Linked DNA regions of Zea mays: region 1 is linked to region 2. A link is a contact called in public Hi-C data. All regions are on one chromosome and are shown on one strand. Each heading gives the region's core, a stretch centred on a gene start, on an enhancer-like site or on the middle of the called end of the contact. The rest is flanking DNA. Distances are from core to core; before and after follow the strand shown. Region 1 holds the start of LOC100279201 (Cytoplasmic tRNA 2-thiolation protein 2). Region 2 holds the start of LOC100272591 (putative disease resistance protein).

Region 1 (4,694 bases), core at 1,915-4,414, 280 kb after region 2:
ATGGCATGCTATTCCGGAAGCACACGTTCCCAGCATGATCTTGGTGTATCTGTTCTCCAGTGCAACCTGAGCAAAACATCAGGCATGAAATAGTGAGTTCGAGTTCGACTTACAAAGATAAAAAAACATGTGAAACATAGACATGCACCAAAAGGGAAGCACCTTCTGCAGTGAAAGCATGCGCAGGCGCCTAACAAAGTCGTCCCTGCCCGTCTCGTCACTGATCACGCCGACCACCTCCTTCAGCCTGGCCGCCTTGTCGTCTGACCCGGACGAGAACACCTCCTCGAGAGAGGCGATGTGCACTCGCTTATCCCCCGGTGACAGACCCGACACGACGGACCTGATATCTTCTATCGCAGCTTGGATTTCGTGCCCCGGAAGACTCGCTGAGATGACGCTCCTCTCGTCGACGAACGCGACGCCGAGGCTGAAGACCGGCAGGGCCTGGGAGTTGCTCGCCTCCCAGCTCTGGATCGCCTTGGACTGCATCTCGTGTATGAACTGCAGAGCCACCCTATGTTTGTGTTGTGCGGCAACACTTGTTACTGGATCGTAACAAAACCATTCATCAAGTGAAGCGACGGCTTAACTGACTATCCTGCCACCCACTACTAAATTGTGACATAGCTCGAACACAGCGCTATTTCTATATATTAAACGCGGGAGCAAAGCCTGCATCACGTTTGTCCACGTCACCACTTGCCTTGCCAGCCACACGATCTTCATCTGACGTCGAAGGAGTCGGCGTCTGGTTACAGCGTTAGAGCCTTCTAGACAAAGCCATCTTCCCTAGGGACACCGGGTGATTGGTCTCCCACCCCTCGCTGCGTCAAATGAACGCGGGCAGGAGCTCCCCACCTCCCTCGTCCCCCCCAAAAAAAATGCACCTTTGCTCGCGATGTACTCCCCCTTCCTTCTGGGCCCCTCTGCTGTCGTTCCTTTGCCTCCGAGCAGTGATGTCACGACGCACTCCGGTAGGAGTTCCTTCCTTCTCCCGTCCTCACCCCGCCTCAGACGCCGCTCTGCGTCGTCGGTGCACACCGCCATCTAGCCGTGCGTCATGCCCGCGTGACTTCGTTGTGCGCTTGCACCAGCTACGCCACGACATAAACAGCAAAGCCTCGCCCCGCTCCACCTCCAGCTTCTAGTCCCGCATGGCACCCGCCTCCGCCTACCAAGAGAGCATCACCCTCGTGTTCTCGCCCGGGTCGGTTGACTTTCTCCTCTGCTCGCGTCGTGCCAGGGCCGTCGCATCGCCCTCTACATCGCATGTATTTTCTGCATCTCCAGGCGCTCCTTCGGACCTCGCTATGCCTCGCTAGTGCTTGGTTCTGATCCGTGGACACAGGGGAAGGCGGTGAAAAGGGGAAAGATAGCGAAGGAGAATAGTGAAGGAGAAGCTCACGGGCGGCGATGCCGACGACGGGAAGCTGGCTTATGTGACGTGCGGGTCAGACGGGTTCAGGCCACTGACAGCCACAACCTTGCTGAGCATGTGAGTTCACTGCGTCGCTAATCGTACGCTTGCTGGGCTTAAGCCAAGCTGATGGGAGACTACTCACTTGAATATTGACTTCCATTGTTCTATTTGATTATGACAGAAAACTTGATTATATTTTCTATCTGTTTTAAACTGCTGTTGTGACGATAGAGGTGCACAGTAATCTCTCTCTATCAGTCTTCCCCATATCTGTTTTGTTTTTGGCTTATCTCATAGTATACACACCATGTGTTTGTTGAAATGCCTATGGACGAAATCATGTTGCAGTACATGGTAATAGAGTACTCCCTCCGTTTCTTTTTAGTTGTCGCTGGATAGTTCAATTTTGCACTATCCAGCGACAACTAAAACGAAACGGAGGGAGTAATAGTTAATTTTTCAAATGTTCTTTTGTCACAGCCTTAAACTTACTATGTCATTGATATTCGTGGTGGCTTAGATCTTGAATGTTTTCAAAATCAATGTGCATACCAAGCAATTCGCAAGGGCAAGTAAGCCAAGTTTAATCTCTACTCGAAAGGATAGTAGTAAAATTGTTGGTTCCACAGCATTGCTAATGCAGTTTGGTTCTTTGTGTTTTTTTCAGGCCCTGTTTGGTTCCTTTAGTCACTAGACTAAAGTTTAGTCGCTAAAGCAACCCGTTTGGTTCCGGTGACTAAACCGGACTAAAGAGCATTAATTGTTGTGAATAATGACTGTATTACCCCTATTAATTAGTGAATGTTTGCTGCAGGAAGTTAGTGGAGAGGGCAAATAAGATAAAAATCCTACTTTAGTCCCTTTTAGTCACCCCCTTGGCGACTAAAGAAGTAAGTCACCCCATTTTAGTCACCATGTTTACTTCTTTAGGGACTAAAAGTAACTAAACTTCGGTCACTAAACTTTAGTCACCCCAAACCAAACGGTGCCTCAATGTACACAATTTTGTTCGGATCTCTTTCTATAAACCACCAACTATATAATACATTTTCCAATTTGATATTTCCTCTGGTAAAACACTATTCTATAATCAAGCCACTGTATGTTGTCCAGACTCCAAGACGAACATGAACTCTGAATATAGAGACTAAAATTTATTCAAAAATTAAACTTTTATACTTATACATATCCTAATACAAATGATAAAATGTGAATTTAGCACCATGGCGGCAGCGCGCAGGTGCGCGCAGCAGTTACTAGTATATATATGATGGGCATGTGCATTGATGATCATTTTCTTTTTTGCGAGGTGCTGTGTATTGATCTCTCGTCACCGTGCACGGTTTTTCGCAAATTACCCGGTAGAGAGAACTGGGGGAAGGAACAGGGAGAAGTGGGGGAACCTGGAGGCGGGACCGCCGGAGAAGGCGAGGAGGACGGCGTCTGTGGGGCGCACCATGGCGTTGCTCGTGACGGAGAGCTTGAACTTGCCGAAGAGGTGAGCCCGGAAGCAGCCGGCGCACATGCCGACGCCGCCGGCCACCGCGACGGCCGCGCCGCCGCCGTCGCACTTGCCGCACGCGGCGGCGGCGGAGGCGGTCGAAAGGCGTCCCATGCTCTCCACCAGAGCATCCTCCTGGCCGCCCGCGGAGGAGGACGAGGAGCACTGCGGCCCGCAGCCGGCGCCGCCGCAGGCTGCCATGGCGGGCGCGAGGAGAGGGGGACCGGAGACGTGGGTCTACTAGGGGTTTGGGAATTGGGAATTTGGGATTCCTTGATTCTCGGCTTCTCGCCTCACGTGCGTCGGTGCGTGTGCGGAACGGTTGTCGGCCTTCGTTTTGGGCCCATCTGGAGCTGGGCTGCCCAAATAAGGCCGAACTAAGCCCAAGATGATAGACACGTGTTGTTTTCGTCAATTATTACTAGGTTAGTGCCTCGGAAACATATAACTATCATGATAACTTATATATAAATGTGTTATATTTTTATGAGAAAATATTTTTTAATCCATTGGTGATCTTGGCTATACATATAAACTTTGTTATTTTAATCTACATGTTTCATCACTACATTGCAACCATCAATATCATGCAGACCTATATATATGATAGTTAGGTGTCTGTACGTTGCGACGACTCACAAATTAGTAATAAAACGCGAGTGCACAACAATTACATGAAAACAAACAATATATCGACAATCGTACACTAATCTATTTCTTTGTAGAGATATTGATAAGTCTTTGTTGTATGTTTGCATGAAGCATTGAGTTGTATCTATTTGCATAATGTGGTTTGTTTAGGGGAAATGATAGAATATGTAGTTCTTACATTATAATTGCGAGTTAATTGTGCTATTTTCAGGTGCACTATGGAACGGATTTGTGGTTTTTTGGTTCCTGATTGCTACTGCTCTGGTTCTGGAGTAAAATCGATTAATTTCCTGCCTTTTCTGGTTCAGCATTGCAGTATCATTGCAAGACTTTTTTCCATGTCCTGTCATATTTTCCTGTTCCAAAACCATACACACTCTGCTGTATAGCTTGGATGAAAATCACTCAAGGGTATCTCCATCACTTAAAGGTGTTTAACTTTGGATTTGTGCATATGGTTTATCCCTGCTCAGGTTTATTACGATAAATGGTGATTAGTGGCACTATATCATATGCATGACTTCAGCTTGTTCCTAAATTCACTTTCTCAAGTCTCACCAATTTTCTTCATGTGAACCTTTTGCAGAGTAGATCATGCTCACTTGAAGGTTCAGTAAAGTTGAAGAACCTATTTGGATACTCTGAGACCTGGGATGCATCAGGCGCTCTTGAATTAGATAAGACAACAGAACTAAGTGTCGGAGTCCAAATGCCTAGGATCGGAGCAATACCAACTCCCCTGATGGCTAGAATATCGTTTGTGTCTGACGACTGGTTAAAGTCCTCACTCAAAGAACACCTGATGGGCGTTTCTGTCGACTTGCTCTCCACCATGAACCACAACATTACTTACAATTTGGCATGGAGAAAATTAACTGATCCAACACGCATGCCATCCAATTCTGCACAAGAGGAATTAGGACATAACCTTTTGTCCTCTATTAAGTACGCGTACAAGGTTGACCGAAGGGACTCAAGCATAAGACCTGCACGCGGATATGCTTTTATGTCGACTTCTCAAGTTGGAGGGCTTGCACCAGAGAGCAAATATTCACGTTTTCTTAGGCAGGTATATCTCAATTTTCTTTTGTGCTCCATCCTTTGCACTGCTTGAAAACT
Region 2 (4,622 bases), core at 1,703-4,202:
TAAACATACATATCATTTTATTAGAAGATATAATTGTAAAGAAGAATATATGGTACATCGAGTATATATTTGTTCATATCGAAAATCCCCTTTTATCATTAAACAATATGATCAATTAGAGGGTTGTGTTAAAACTAACCATATCACGTCGAGTTCCACTTGTCCTGCTTGTATGTTTTGCAACAACAAGGTCAATTTCAAGAAGGGGGACAAGGTAGGACAATGTCAAGAACTACAACAACTACTTCCATAAGCACCAACAACTTTGAGTTGAGGACGACTCAAAACCAAGAAGGGGAGCATGATGAGAACATGCACACCAACTATATGATCGAGGCACAATCAATGATTGAGTCCCAAGCCAAAGTGGAGTCAAAGTCCAATTTATTCACGAGTACAGTCCGGCTTGCAGGAGTGGGCCTCATGAAAACGGACGCCCGAGCCCCATACGAACTCCATTTTGGACATTCTAGATGTTGTTGGAACGAAAGCTAAGAAGATAAGCTTTCCAACCCAACTATTCCCATGTTAAAATACGCTCAAAGTTGACGGGATCGTCGTAACAAGCTGACTTTCAGAATCTGCTAGAAATCAGTGACACCTATTTTTGGGCCCGAAGGACTTGTACACACTAGGGTTTCTCAACCACCCCCTTGCCCACTGACTTAGCCATCTTTATGGTGTATATATTAAGTAATATCTATTAGATTAAGGGGGTTTTGCTTAGATTATTTTGTTGTAAACAGTTTTGTCGCCACGTCGATTTGTGGAACCCCAACTTGAGTGCTTAATCCTTTCTATTCGCAATTTCAGTTTGCATCTACTGTGTTCTTCGATTCGCACGCTGAGATTAGCCTTCTTAGCAAGGTCAGCTGGATTGTGACACTATTGATAACTAGATGAGAAGTGGTGCTAAGGTTGCAGGGTTTGGGTCTTTGTGATCTGAAGTCGGATCGGTGTGTAGAATCTCTAAAAAATTGATAGTATTGTGAACCTAATGGATGAGCGGGAACCCTTGCCCCATCACCATCGCCCTGGTTGTGGGCACTTAGGCCAAAGGAGGTCACGTGACACCATGCTGCAAGAGGGCAAGTCTAAATATATGACATTCTAGGAGGCGACCTTACCATCGTTGGCGAGGTGAGGTTCCTTGAGAACTAGTTACTAAAAAGTCATGGAGAAGTCAGGCAGCAGATCAATGTCGGCAATGTTGTTGGTGATGCTAAAGAACCCTAGGTTATAGCCGCGTAGTATGTTGATGACAAGTTGTGAGTCAAGGACGGTGTGGTCGACATCACTGGGTGCATCAGTGGTAGCCTTTTTCTAGCAGTACTCATCGATGGGGAGGTCACCCTGAGTCATGGAGTGCACCTTGTGACTAAGGAAGATTGCATAGGGAGTCTTGTTTGTCAAGTAGAGGTACTTGATGGCAGTCCAGAGCAAGGGGTTGTTTGGTGGCTCTAGGATGACGCAGAGAATGTCGCATGCGATAGAGATGAGGAGCCAGTAGCAGACGCAAGAGTCGGCGACAACCTAAGCTGAGTCCTCGAGATGTGTCGTCGTTGTGCCATCAACATGTGGATGAAGGTCAAATTTGCTGCACAAGATGGGAAGAAGGCCGACTAGCGAGTAAAGCTAGGGCACTTCAACTCAAGGGTGATTGGCACCTAGGGCTTCATGATGATGGAAGCGTACAAAAGAATGTTGAACGACAACATGAGATCCGATTCGGAAGAGGTGCTGGTAAGGGCACTACACGTGGCGTTAGATGTCGACCTTGCCATTATGTTGATGGGAGAGGTGACGTTGGCGTGGTGGAGTGTCGACTTCGTCGGCTAGGGTTAGAAGAAGAGGTAGGTGCAGGCCCAATGAATGAGTGGCTCAGCAACATGAAACATATCGTGTGTAGGAGTTGGTGATGACGGGGTGGGCATTGCCCAAGGGTGGGTGGGCTAGGAACATTTTTATGTCAAATATAGTACTTCAAAAATCTGTTAGTGATAATCTAATAATATTTATTTGGTAATATAGATACATGTATTTTTATATAGACTTACACAAAACTTGAATGTCATTGCCTTTTAAATACGAAGTATACAAACTATGATGATTTAATCTTACAAGTGCTGGTGTCAGTAGCAATTTTCATTATGGATGGTCAACCTAATGGTGAGCAAGATGCAAGGTTGGGTGGCTAAGGCCATATTTGGTGGTTAAGGCCATGTTCGAAACATCTAGAGCCAATAGTTAGCTACTAAAAATTAGTTGTTGGATTCTAAACACCTTCAGTTAATAACGTAGCTAATTGTTAGCTACCTTTTAACTAACAATTAGTTCATTAGCTGACTCAACCCAGCTAATAATTTATTAGTTGACTAACTATTAACTTTAGGGATTTCCAAATAGAACCTAACTAACAAGGTGGCCACTAGCAATGTAATCCTACAGATATCACCTTGTACTAGCGGCTATATGTATATCCTGCCCTACGAAGACTTTCTATTTGGCTGTCAAGTGTCAAATGTACTCTCCACGAGTCATTAAGCAAACAAGACTCGGATCGGATCCACATCTGACATCTCTGACAAACTCAACATGCATGTGAGAGACGAGAGAGGAATGACAGCCAAAGTGTACTATGCAATTTAATAAATGCCGTTTGACATGTATAGGCCCTTTGTTAAGTAAAGTAAACCAAGCTACCTCAGGTCTACTGGTTAACTGAGATTTCTTTCTGGTGATGAATGGGGTGATCATCTCGGTGACCACTAGCGGTGTGGACACGGCGGGTTGGGCCAGGCCACCGGTGTCAGTGAACCGAGAGCCCCTCAGATCTGAGCACCACTGACCGGCGACCCATCACCGCGGCGGTTGACCCCCAACCCCCCGTCTCCCACTCTCCCGCCTCCCTATAACTAGTCTCCTTTCCACTCCCCGCCTCGCGAGACCACACGCGACGGCTGCCTCCACCACGCCGATGGCGACCGCTCACTCACCCAGCTGAACAACTCCGCCGAGCACGCGCAAGCAGCAGGAGCGATAGAGATAGAGGAAGGCGACGAGGAGCTCGGTCCGAGCTACTAGCTGCGGCTGCGGCGACCATGGAGTTGGACCGGCTGCTGCTCGACCAGCTGGCTGGCGAGGCCCTGCGGGAGCTGCTGCACGCCGTCCAGGGCACCCTGTTCTGCCGCTCCACTGCCGAGCGCCTGCGCCGGAGCGTCGAGCCGCTGTTGCCGCTCGTGCAGGGCCTCGGCCCGCACGCCCAGCGCTCCGCGGGGGACCTCGGCGAGCTCGCGGCGCGGGTCAGGGAGGCGCTCGACCTGGCCCGCCGCGCCGCCACGTCCCCGCGCTGGAACGTCTACCGCTCCGCGCAGCTGTCGCGCCGGATGGAGGCGGCCGACCGCGGCATCGCGCGCTGGCTGGAGCGCCACGCCCCCGCGCACGTCATCGGCAACGTGCGCGGTCTCCGCGACGAGTCCCACGCGCGCATCGCCCGCCTCGAGCGCCGCGTTGACGAGATCGCCGCCAGCGCCGCGCAGCCGCCGCCCCCAGCCCTCTCCGTCCCCGTCGCGCCGCACAAGGGCGTGACCATGCCGATGGAGGTGCCAACTCACAAGGGCATGGCTATGCCGATGCCGATGCCGGTTCCTGTGCAGGCGGTGCCCGCCAAAGCCGGGGTGGTGGCCATGGACATGGACCTCACCGAGGGACACGAAAACGAGGGGATGGTTGGCGCCGGCGTTAAGGTGGCCAAGGAAAAGGTGAAGGAGATGGTTATGAGCGGCGGCGGCGGCGGCTGGGAGGTGGTCGGTATCTCCGGCATGGGCGGCAGCGGCAAGACCACGCTCGCCATGGAGATCTTCAGGGATCATAAGGTCCGAGGTAAGGAGAACAAGAACCAGATCATAACCATCTTTTCCTTCAGTCCTTTTCCAAATCGTGCAAAAATTGTAGCTTTCCATGAATTATTGGGTGGAAAATTCTCCAGATTGGGGGCGTGGCCGTGGCATCTTGGATGGTTGGTTTACGTGCGTGTCGTGCAATTAGGTGAAGCGAGGTTGATGCTTTCGCTTTTCCCCAAACCTCATGCTTGGTCAAATTTGGCGCTTTGACCAGCTAGTGGCAACTGTACTATTGTGATGGGGTTAGATTACTTCTGAATTCTCACAACTATAAGTGTACCACAACATCTACTCTGAAATTCTGCTTGGACTTGAGTAACTTTATCGTGTTCATGGTTGCCTAGTGGCTGCTTAATCTTAAATCAAGATAGATACCTGTTTAATGAACGGCACATGAGACTAACTAAATCTATTTCACAAAGAATGAACCCAATTCAGATCCAACTATCCAAGTAACCTGCTTCTTCGGGGGGGAAAAAGAAGATCTGGAGCTATGCCAATTTATTGTCTTCTGCTAGTGCAAGGAATTGGGATCGGTGACGTTGGTTTAGCAGTAGTTAAGATAGCTAAATTCAGCAGCTTGTGTTCATAGCTCCGTCGTCTCTGCTTGCCACAAAAAATAAAAGATCATAGTAAACTTAAATTCAATTACCACAACAGCATCTACTGGTCGATTCGAAGTGACTTGCTATCCCAAATCTTAGTTCAGTCTAGCTTCAT

What was found. Hi-C and Micro-C count contacts between places; a contact is called where the count stands out from the background.
Region 1: a Hi-C map of tassel shows a contact between it and region 2, with 3 times the contacts expected there. The contact joins the promoter of LOC100279201 here to the promoter of LOC100272591 in region 2. A contact is called at or near these places in 2 of 25 Hi-C or Micro-C datasets (leaf and tassel) and 1 of 3 datasets of contacts at active chromatin or transcription factors (leaf).

The regions. Positions count from the first base shown.
Region 1 is chr3:114,959,711-114,964,404 of Zm-B73-REFERENCE-NAM-5.0, forward strand. LOC100279201 (Cytoplasmic tRNA 2-thiolation protein 2) reads right to left here and starts at 3,165. Exons shown (of 7, transcript NM_001152225.1): 1 at 2,827-3,165; 2 at 163-517; 3 at 1-66. The coding sequence starts at 3,125. LOC103650438 reads left to right here and starts at 4,203. Exons shown (of 3, transcript XM_020550868.3): 1 at 4,203-4,644. The coding sequence starts at 4,285.
Region 2 is chr3:114,684,628-114,689,249 of Zm-B73-REFERENCE-NAM-5.0, forward strand. LOC100272591 (putative disease resistance protein) reads left to right here and starts at 2,953. Exons shown (of 4, transcript NM_001359661.1): 1 at 2,953-3,882. The coding sequence starts at 3,102.